2 separate regions of the Macaca mulatta genome follow, and region 1 is linked to region 2. A link is a contact called in public Hi-C data. All regions are on one chromosome and are shown on one strand. Each heading gives the region's core, a stretch centred on a gene start, on an enhancer-like site or on the middle of the called end of the contact. The rest is flanking DNA. Distances are from core to core; before and after follow the strand shown. Region 1 has its middle 130 kb from the start of TLE1. Region 2 holds the start of TLE1 (TLE family member 1, transcriptional corepressor).

The links. A called contact is a pair of places that touch in the nucleus more often than the background predicts.
Region 1: a Hi-C map of fetal cortex germinal zone shows a contact between it and region 2, with 3 times the contacts expected there. The contact joins the enhancer-like site here to the promoter of TLE1 in region 2. A contact is called at or near these places in 2 of 14 Hi-C or Micro-C datasets (fetal cortex germinal zone and liver).

The regions. Positions count from the first base shown.
Region 1 is chr15:112,793,027-112,797,864 of T2T-MMU8v2.0, forward strand. No RefSeq gene overlaps it. Among named protein-coding and RNA genes, the nearest start is that of TLE1, 130 kb to the left of the region's middle. Within about 2 kb of position 1,300, at least 11 of the 40 cell types and tissues checked have an H3K27ac peak or open chromatin away from gene starts, as enhancers often do. A contact at or near this core is called in fetal cortex germinal zone, where this site is marked.
Region 2 is chr15:112,661,659-112,666,614 of T2T-MMU8v2.0, forward strand. TLE1 (TLE family member 1, transcriptional corepressor) reads right to left here and starts at 1,718. Exons shown (of 20, transcript NM_001265628.1): 1 at 1,250-1,718; 2 at 367-467. The coding sequence starts at 1,273. LOC106993810 reads left to right here and starts at 2,288. Exons shown (of 4, transcript XR_013405120.1): 1 at 2,288-2,996.

The sequences.
Region 1 (4,838 bases), core at 50-2,549, 130 kb after region 2:
AATAACCTTCTTAATGGGACTTCTTGGCTTGGTGATTCCCGGATGGGGAGGAAAGTGAGATGTGGAGCACAGGGTAGGCAAAGGGCCATAAGTCAATTCCCAGCACTGTTAGTCAAGGATGGAAATTGCAAAGAGAGAAGCAATGAATTTAAAAGCCCCAGCAAGCCGAGAGAGTGGAGGGAGAAGATGAACTGTGCATTTGGGGGAGGAGGGAATGAAGGTGGAAGGGGAATGGTTGCGAGTCCACAGTGGACCGTCATAAAGTAATTAAAGCCGATTTAGTCGAGAGAACAAGGAGCTCCATCATTTTTTCAGCGCTGTCTTCTTAGAATGAGTGAGGCCTAAAGGAGAGCATAGTATAGAAGTGGTTTTATTCAAAAAAGCTAAAGTTGAGACCCCAGCCACTAAGACTCAAATGGAATTTCAGATTCTTGTGAAAACGCAGTCCTGAGTTGGTATGAGAAGACCTGAGGTGCCCAAGGTAATGTAAGTTGAATGAACGTGCTTTTCCTCCATATTTTACCTCTGACTCCCTTTGCAGTGAAGTGGCAGCCTGGAGCTCTACTTACATGCAGCTCACACGCCATGGAGCCCCTTCCTACAAGCACCCCCACTTCCTGGCACTTGAGAGGCACGGAATGGAAGGTGGCTCCACGTTGTCCTCATCAGTCGGCTTTAGAAGGCCCTGAATAAAAGAGTATTCCACTTTCTGCATAACTTTACATAATTAATAGTTTTCCATGCAAACTATTGTTTGCCGTAATTGTTGTTTCAACAGCTGTTTTCATTAAATTGTAAAGCCCGCTGTGTCTAATCCTTTGAGCCTCACTATTGATAACAAGAACAGCTCTGAAGCTTGCTCTGGAGGAGGGTTCCCTGCCAAGCTGCAAAACCGTCATGAAGTTACTTGAAAAATAAGGCCTACAGTGGGACTGGTTGTGTAGCTAATCCATTAGGCTTTTCAAAAGAGCCATGCTCTGTCCCCTTATGGCTAAATTGACCCAACAACCAATCAATGCCTTTATTTGCTGAGTGGCTGCTCCCGAAGGGTCTTACAGCTGGGTCCAAGTCGTAATCAAAGCCTCCATCAGTACTGGGGCCCTGATGACATAAATGGCCCAACTTTCAACGCAGCTGGCCCGAGTCCAGTCACACCATTTTGAAGATACAAAGAGGCTGTGTTGCGCGGTGGAATTCATTTTCTTGTTTACTTCCTCCCGAAACAAGAGCATCATCAGCGCGCTCAGTGCATCGGATCAGACCACGGAGTTGTTGACAGAAGCTTGGCGAGGCCTGCCAGCTTTCCACATGAAACGCTGGCTTTCTTCTCATACACCCCCTACCGTTTGTGTCTCTGCCAATTGTGGCACGTCAGAGCGGCCATTGAGATAATGACCGTGAAGTCTCATGATACACTTTGATGAAGTGTAACATTTTTTAAAGGATTTTTGTCTGTGCCAAAATGATCGAGGCAGCTGACTAAAAATCACCCCATCAAAATCAGGACTGATGAACAGCAGGCGGAGGCAGGAGTCTCCCCAGAGAAGACGGGGGGATTTCGCAGCCAAAGTGTCTTTCTTTCCATGTCTGTGTGCACCACAGATCCCTTTATAAAAAAGTTGTCTTTGTTTCAAATGAATATATGTCAGTTGCTGATGCTTCAGCCTCCAACATTTTTTAATTCTTCTTTTTTTTTTTCCTATCAAACCCCAGAAGATGCAGGGACTGATTCCTTTCTGACAGGTCCTTACTAATGACTTAGAACATAATGTTATTGTTAATAACTCCATCTGGGTTGGGAAAAGTATTCCAGAGCTCATCAGTGCAATAGCAGAGGTTTTCAGTCGGAAGCTGACTCTAGATTCGTGTCCACGTAACTTTTCATTTCTCTAGTTTAGCAGGAATTGAGAGTAGGATACACGAAGTGGTTCTCAGCCAGGAAAAAAACAAAATTAAGCTGGTAAAACATAGACAAAGATTCTGAGCTTCTTTGGGAGAAAAATCATGTGTTTCATTTACTGCCCGGTCCATCACGACTACCATTTATTGAACACCTGCTGAGTGCGGTGAGTGATAGGTGATAGTACCAGGTGATTTGGATATTCACATAGTGTGCCTGACCTGCAGGACAACTCCATTTCACAAGTGACGAAACCAAGGCCCAAATGAGGAGCCTGAGTTGGGGCAATGTTAAGTGACTTGGCCAAGCCCAAACCAAAGAGCTGGGAAGTGGGAAGGCAGGTCTGACCCGTGCACTTCCTTACAAGATGTGATCCCTTTCTATCTGTGGTTTGCTGTTTCCATTGTGCACCTGATATGGCTTATTAAATGGTGCTCAGTGGGAGAAAACAATTTGTGGTTGAACTGGTAAAGGCAATGAATCAAATGAATTTACAGTCTGCCACTCTGACCTCTTAGCTTTCTCGAAGGAAGACATTAGCTATGTGGCATCCTTTCATAGGAGTTAACAAAGGTAGGCTCAGAAACCAGGTGTGAGTATGAAAGCAGCAGCAGTGAGGTTTCGGCTACCCTCTCTCCATCTGTAGTTTACCTTCTTACTCAAGGTTAAAGCTTGGGACAGTTCTTACCCTTGGGAGGAAACGGGAGCTGTGAACTCTAGGACTTCGCTGAATGTCATAATTAAAGAGATACCTGTACTTAAGTAAGTTTATGCAGAAACCACAAGTGGAAACCACAAGGGGGTTACGGGTCAGTTGCCTTTAGAATCTTTGCTTCTATATAAGAATATGCATGCACATATATATTCTTGGCTACAGGACTATGTGTCAGAGTGGGGCAGAGGGTGGTAAATTAGGGGAAGAGTGAAGGTAAAGGAAGTCGGGGTAGCTAGCTTAATCATGATAAAAAACACTTGTATTTGCATGTGCAAATAAGATTCCCTTGGGCTTCTTTTAAATGCCTTCATACTGTTTCCTAAGTACAGTCAAATAAAAGGTGACAGAAACTCAGACAACAGAACAAAAGAACCAAGCTAATTTTGTGCACACATTGCAAGCAGTAAACTGCAGAGCTTCACTACCCTCTTTCTAAAGAAAGCATATTTCAGGAGTCAAGATGGGTTCATCCCCAGTTTGCATTTAGATTTTGTTTTACTAATTATTTGGGTTTTAAAAAGGAATGGTGTCCCAAATCCAAGTTTTGCAGACAAGGTTAGGCAGCCAAATTTATATACCTGAGACACTGTGAAAGAAAAAGGACAACAGTCTCTGTGGAGTTGGCGGACGTGTGACTAAGGCTTCTCATCACATAGAAGCCAGGAAGGAGCTACATAGATCCATTTGCACAGGGAAACTTGTCTAATGGACTCAGAGATTTTCTGAGAGTTCTTTCAGCCTCGCTTCTATGCCAAAGTATGGGCATATGCATTTTATAACGGGAGAGTATTCTATTGGGAGAATCCATCACAAACTACCTCATTTCAAACAGAAAGCACTAAGACTCCAAAGGCAAAGAAGCTCTTTCTTTCTTGCAGGAGCTCCTGAGTGAGGGACCCACACAAACCCATTTAACTTTAAAGAAAACTTCTACGATCTGTTTCAGCCTGTTTTCTTACCCTCACTTTGCTCATTTGTAGAATGATGGGTTTATATTCTCTAAATGCCCCCCAGCACCAAACGTTTCTAAATTTTAAACATTCATTAAGTATAGACTGATGCCTTTCATTTCCACTGTTTCTAAGAGGATCAGGAAACTAACTGAATCAGTCAAAATTGACAAATAAAAAGATCTATTTGCTACTTTCCCAATATGCTGTACTTCTGAACCTTTGCTCAAGTCTGTGTTTCTCAGAGTGCAGTCCCTGGACCCAGCCATCAGCATCACCTGAAATGCAAATTCTCAGGCTTCGCCCCAGACTTACTGAATTCTTCTCCCTCTCAGCCCGGCCACCACGTGAACAAGCCCAGCCGTCCTGCTAGAGAGGTTCTGGGGTGAGGCTGCGAGGAGAGGCGCCTTGATTTGAAGCCTTAAGAATGACCCTGAGCTAGAACCACTCAGTTAAGCTGCGTCTCCATTCCTGAGCCACAGAAACTGTGAGATGATAAATCTTTATTGCTCTAAGTTGCTAAATTTGGGGGTAATTTGTTATGCGCCAATAGATAACTAAATACACAGGGCTTGCATGTTTTTGTATTCTCTAAAGCTCATAATGGGATGCTTTGCTCATAATAGGAGTTTATTATATGATTGCTGGAATTGAAGGAATTTTGCCTTGAGAAATTTTCAGGAGTCATTTCTCGGTTTAAAAGGGATGTATTCACTGTAGGTTCCAGGGAAAAGATGACTGAATAAGTTACAGGAAAACGACAAAAAGGGTGGGGGTTGGAGGAACACAGAATGAAAGGAAGAAGGGAAAACATGGTAAGTTTGAGGGAAACTGTCTATTAGGCTTCTCCACTCTTTGAGTTTTCCTGCAGTTTCTCCAACTTATAAAATAAGGGAGTTTTTTTTTTTTTTTTTTTTTTTTTTTTTTTTTTTTTTTTTAAGAGACAGAGTCTCGCTTTATCACCCAGGCTGGAGTGCCGTGGTGTGATCCTAACTTACTGCAGCCTGGAACTTTTGGGTTCAAGCAATCTTCCCACCTCAGCCTTCTGCCTCAGCCTCCCGAATAGCTGGAACTACAGTGCCACCAAGCCCATAATTTTTGTAGAGACAGGGGTCTTGCTTTGTTGCCCAGGCTGGTCTGAAAATCCTGGCCTCAAGCAATCCTCATGTCTTGGCCTCCCAAAATGTTGGGATTACAGGTGTGAACCACCACACCTGGCAAGAGACTTTTTATGTTACCACTTTAAGAGGAATCAGGCCCAACTACCCAAATA
Region 2 (4,956 bases), core at 468-2,967:
CCCTGAACCCACACTCCAGGACTGAGACATCGATTGAACCAATGTTTCAACTCAGTCTGTTGAAAAATAAATACATGAAGCGCAAATATTGACGATTCTCATGCAACTTCTAAAGACACGAAAAAGGACTCCCTGGAACAGCAGCAAACCAGCAAAAGGGAAACAATGGGAGGAGGAGGAGACAAGAGAAGAGGCGGCCCGGGAAGAACCAGGAAAGGGGGTAACTTGAATGACAGGTCTTAACTGAGACTCCACACGCCACCGCCTGGACGCAAGAACTAAGTACAGGCGCCGCCGCCACCCGGCTGGGCGACAAGGGGCACGGGGACGCCCGCGACCACTCGCCTGGAGCGGCCAGACACGCACCTGTGATACTGCGCCTGCAGGAACTGGAATTCCTCTTTAATCCGGTCCAGGGACTCCGGGATAGTGAACTTGAAGGGCTGGCCTGCAGCCTGGTGCGGCGTCTGGGGGCGACCAGCGAGGGGGACCGAGGGACGGGAATGCGGGCGGATGAATAAAGCAGTAAGTCAGAGAAGGAAAGAACGGGTGGGACATAAACAAAAAATAAAGTTAGAAGTGGCTGAAAATGAGGCCCCAAACTCGAGTTTCCCCTTCACTTGGGGGAGGGGGAAAGTGGACCCTCCCCGGGCCCCGGCTTCTAAAGAGGCTCGGAAGCTCTTCCCAGTCTCCAGGGCGGATCGCGTTAAGTGCGCCCGGGTCACCAGGCCAAAGGGAAGGGGGCTCCCCGGCGGCCCGGTTAGACCAGGCCAGATTGTCGGTGTCGCCGCCCCTTCCCCCACGGGGGCGATAATGACCCGGAGGACCAGAAGAGAAAAACAACTCCTTTACGCTCCCCATTCCCAGAGTCGCCAGGGCCACCTCCAGACGCACCGGAACCGGGGCCGCATTGACATGTAAATAGGCGAGACGAGAAACAAAGGGGGGGCGCCCTGCCCCCCTTGGGGAAGGTTGGGGGGATATGGCTACATGAGAGAAACCCCAGCCTTCCCCAGCGCCCCTATCCGCTCAGTATAGACGTCAAGTAGGAAGGAGCCCAAAGGGAGGGAGAAAATTCAGAGTTTCAGTCCACTCCCCACCCCAAGAGGAGAGGGCCCCAGACCTCCCCAGCCTTATGCCGCGGAGGGCGAGAGGGTCCGCCGGGCCGCCGAAGCCACCCGTCTCCCTACCGCCCGGGAGAAGCGCCTCCCCAACGCTCCTGCTCCCCCACCACCCAGCCGCGCCTCACCGGGTGCCGGCTCTGCGGGAACATCGCTCTGGCGGCGGCCGGGGCTCTGTTCCCCGGCAACTCAATTCTCCGGTCAATTTCCAACTTTAATCCCGCCGAGGAAAATTAAGCCGGGAAGCCAGGCAGAAGCGGGGAGCGCGCTGGCCACGCACGCAGGCGCGCTCGGCCGGGCGCACCGGCCACTCGGCGCCCCCAGCTGCTCCTGCTCCCGCTCCCGTCGGTGCGGGCTCCGGCCCTCAGGGCCACATTGGTGGGCGCCCCAGGCCCAGCTGCTTCGAGAACCTGCGCGGAGACGCCGGGCGCTCGGGGACTGTGCGCGGGGGCAGCGCTCCAACCCCCCGGCCTCAGCCGCCGGGGCGGGGAGGCGGGGGCGCGGTGACTCCGACCGCACTCCCCTCGGCGATCCGCGTGCGCGGCGCCAGTCCTGGGCAAACAAATCCAGACGGGCTGCTTTTCTTTGCTCTTCTCCTGGTCCGCCTCCTCTTCGGGTTTTCCCCGAGGCGGCGGCGGGCGAGATGCAGGTGGCGAGGCGGCCCCCGCTAACCCCACACAAACAAACCCGACGCTTTCGGGGCGACTCCCGCAAGACTCGGCTGCGCCTTCGGCCAGGTGCTCGCAGGCTCCCGGGACGCAAAGGGGAGCGAGGTTGAGGAAGCGGCGGAGGCTCCTGGCCGGGGAGCGAGGGATGACGAGGCGGGGAAAGTGCGGAGGGCGCGCCGGGAGGCGACTCGGCACGCCCCGTGCGACCAACACTCGGTGTTCTCCGCCGTTGCACAAACCCTCCGGGACCGACGGGGCTACTCCACCGAGAGCAGTCCAGCAACTGCCCGCTGCTCCTCGAGCCCGAGGAGCATCAGGGCGCCGCGCCTCGCGCGCACTAGCCCTGCACGGCCGGCTCGGCCGCTCTGGACCCTTCTTCCGAGCCCCTTCTTCCTCGGTCTTCTTTCTTTCCTTCCTTTACCTTCTTCTGCTTCTCCGCAAAGGGCGCTCCAGCCCGCTGCAAAGTTCTCTCACCACCCGAGGGACGACATCCACGAGATGGTGGGGAAAACAGCAGGAGTGCGCTCCGCCAATCGGCCACCCTCCCCGGCGGGCAAACTCTGCGGGCGAGTCCGGAGTAGTCACAGCGGTGGGGCTAGCGGGGGTTTTGGTCGCCGCGGGACGACGGAGGTCCGGGCTGGTGGCGCGGGTCCCGCCCGGCCGTGCGAGGGTGGGGTGGCGCAGTCGGCTGCCTCCGGGACGCGGGGCACAAGAGTACCCGCCGCTGCTGCTGCTGCTGCTGCTCCTGCAGCCGCCGCTCCCACCGCCGCCGCCGCCGCCCGCGCCTCTCGCGCCGGTTACATTAACACGCGGTTTCACACTCCGGAGCTAACCAGCGCCGGCCCCGCCCAGCCCGCTCGGGCGGGGGGCGCGAGCTCCGAGCCGGCGGGGGACGTGGGCCCAGGAGGTGGGGGGGGGGGCAGGAGGCCCTCATCAGCCAATCGCGTGCGCTGCACCCAACGTGGGGCGCTGACGCGCGCCTCCCCGGAGCCTATGGCAGCGCAGCGCCGGACGGGCCGTCCTCCCTCCCCCGTCCTCTCGCTTCCTTCTCCGCGGTCTCCTCGGTCTCCCCTCCCACCCCGGCCCCTCCTCCGCCAGCCGCGTCCTCCCGGGCTTGGTGAGGAACTGTTCCTGGAGGAGCCGCGGGACGGCAAAACCATCCAATGGGAAGAGGCGATTCGCGGAGATTGGCACTGAAGATGGGAAGGTCGGTGGGAAGGAGAGCGGCGGGGCTGGGCTGTCAATCAAAGTAACGTGGGGCTGGCTAGAGAGCGCGCAGGAGCGCGCTAGCGGGAGGGACTGGCGAGCGTGCAGCCGAGGAAGCTGGGGGCTCGAGTTAGCAAAAATCCTGCCACTTGCTCACTTTTCCCTTTAATGAAAATCCTCAGATCTAAGTTAAAGTAACTCAAAGACTAGCTGCGTAGTTTCTTACTGGAGGCGGAGGGGGGGTTTTGGTAATTCGAGCAAATGTGTTTTTCAGTGCTGGACCCCCTTGTTTGATGCTACTCTGAAAGTGAGGCCACATTGAAAAATACATCTGACGTTTGTTTTTCCTTGAGCTGCCTTTTTACGGATGTACGAGAGGGAGTGGACTGTGCACTTAGTTGGAAATGCGTAAATGAGCAACGGCACGGTTGGCGTAGGTACACCAGCCGCAGAGACGACTATGATGTCCTCCCACCCCACCCACCTCCTTTGCACCCAAAGTGGTAGGATTTGGTTTTTATTGCAGGATTTCAAGCCACTTTTCAAAAAGATCGTCCTGCCCCGTTTGGCGGGAAGGATTCCCAGGGTGCTGCCAGAACAAGGCACGCGTGTCCGCAGATGAGACGCTTTGCCCGGGGCGTGAAATCCCAGGTCTTCGTCTTAAAAGTCCAGACTTCGCTGTTAGGAGAGGAGGGGAGCGGCTGAGGTTTTTAGGAGCCTCTCAGCTACAAGACCAAGAGTCTGTTTCCAATTCCTGGGAACAAAGAGAGACAATGTAATAAACCAGCACTGAGACTTGAAAAACCTGTCCCGCACACCCCACCCCCATAGTCTGGGTGGTACTCCTGAGCTGAGCTGTGTGAAGAGCTAAATGGGAAGAGTTAGGTAAATGACGTGGCTACGGTTCTTATGAAGTAGAACTTGAGTTAAAAGGGATTTTGAGATTGTAATAATCAAGACACGCTGTATAATTAATGCTGAGAGTCTTCGGTTTTTGTGTATGTCTCTAAATACACCCACAGCAGAAAACCGTCAGTATTGCTGCATTTATACTTTTGTTTGAAGAACAGTCCAATGGAGCTACTTCCACATGAGCAGTGAGTGAATAATGCTGGTTTAGCCAAACGGTGGTAACTTTTTCTATAAGGGCACATCTTGGACAAGTATTTATCTTATGTTGGAAAATAGTTAAGTTTTTGGTATTAATAACCCCCACGTTCCCATTATTTTACTTTCAAGAGACTTATGGGAAGGAGCTTATTTAAAGAGACATACATTTTATTTAAAGATGTGCTTTTACAGAGATCTTTTTCTTGAAATAGTTTTAGAAGTTGTTTTAGATAATACATTTCACTGTTGGAGTTGTTTTAAAATATGTATGGGCCGGGCGCGGTGGCTCAAGCCTGTAATCCCAGCACTTTGGGAGGCCGAGGCGGGTGGATCACGAGGTCAGAAGATCGAGACCATCCTGGCTAACATGGTGAAACCCCGTCTCTACTAAAAATACAAAAAACTAGCCGGGCGAGGTGGCGGGCGTCTGTAGTCCCAGCTACTTGGAGGCTGAGGCGGGAGAATGGCGTAAACCCGGGAGGTGGAGCTTGCAGTGAGCAGAGATCGCGCCACTGCACTCCAGCGTGGGCGACACAGCGAGACTCCGTCTCAAAAAAAAAAATAAAATAAAATAAAATAAAAAATAAAATATGTATGATATTGATTTATCTATAATTGCATCACTCCCAAATATCAATTATAAATGAAAAATAAAAAAGCTATTTTAGCCTGTCTGTATGAAGCCATAGTAAATTCTTAAACAAGTTGGGCATTGTAGCTTTGTGGTGTTCTCATTAAGTACAGTTGGGAAGGCGGCTGTATTATTCATTTTGCTAACATGGAGAACAAAAAAGAAGAAAGCACTGCCTCACTTTCTTTGGTTAAATTTGGTGATGATGAGAGTTTTGCTC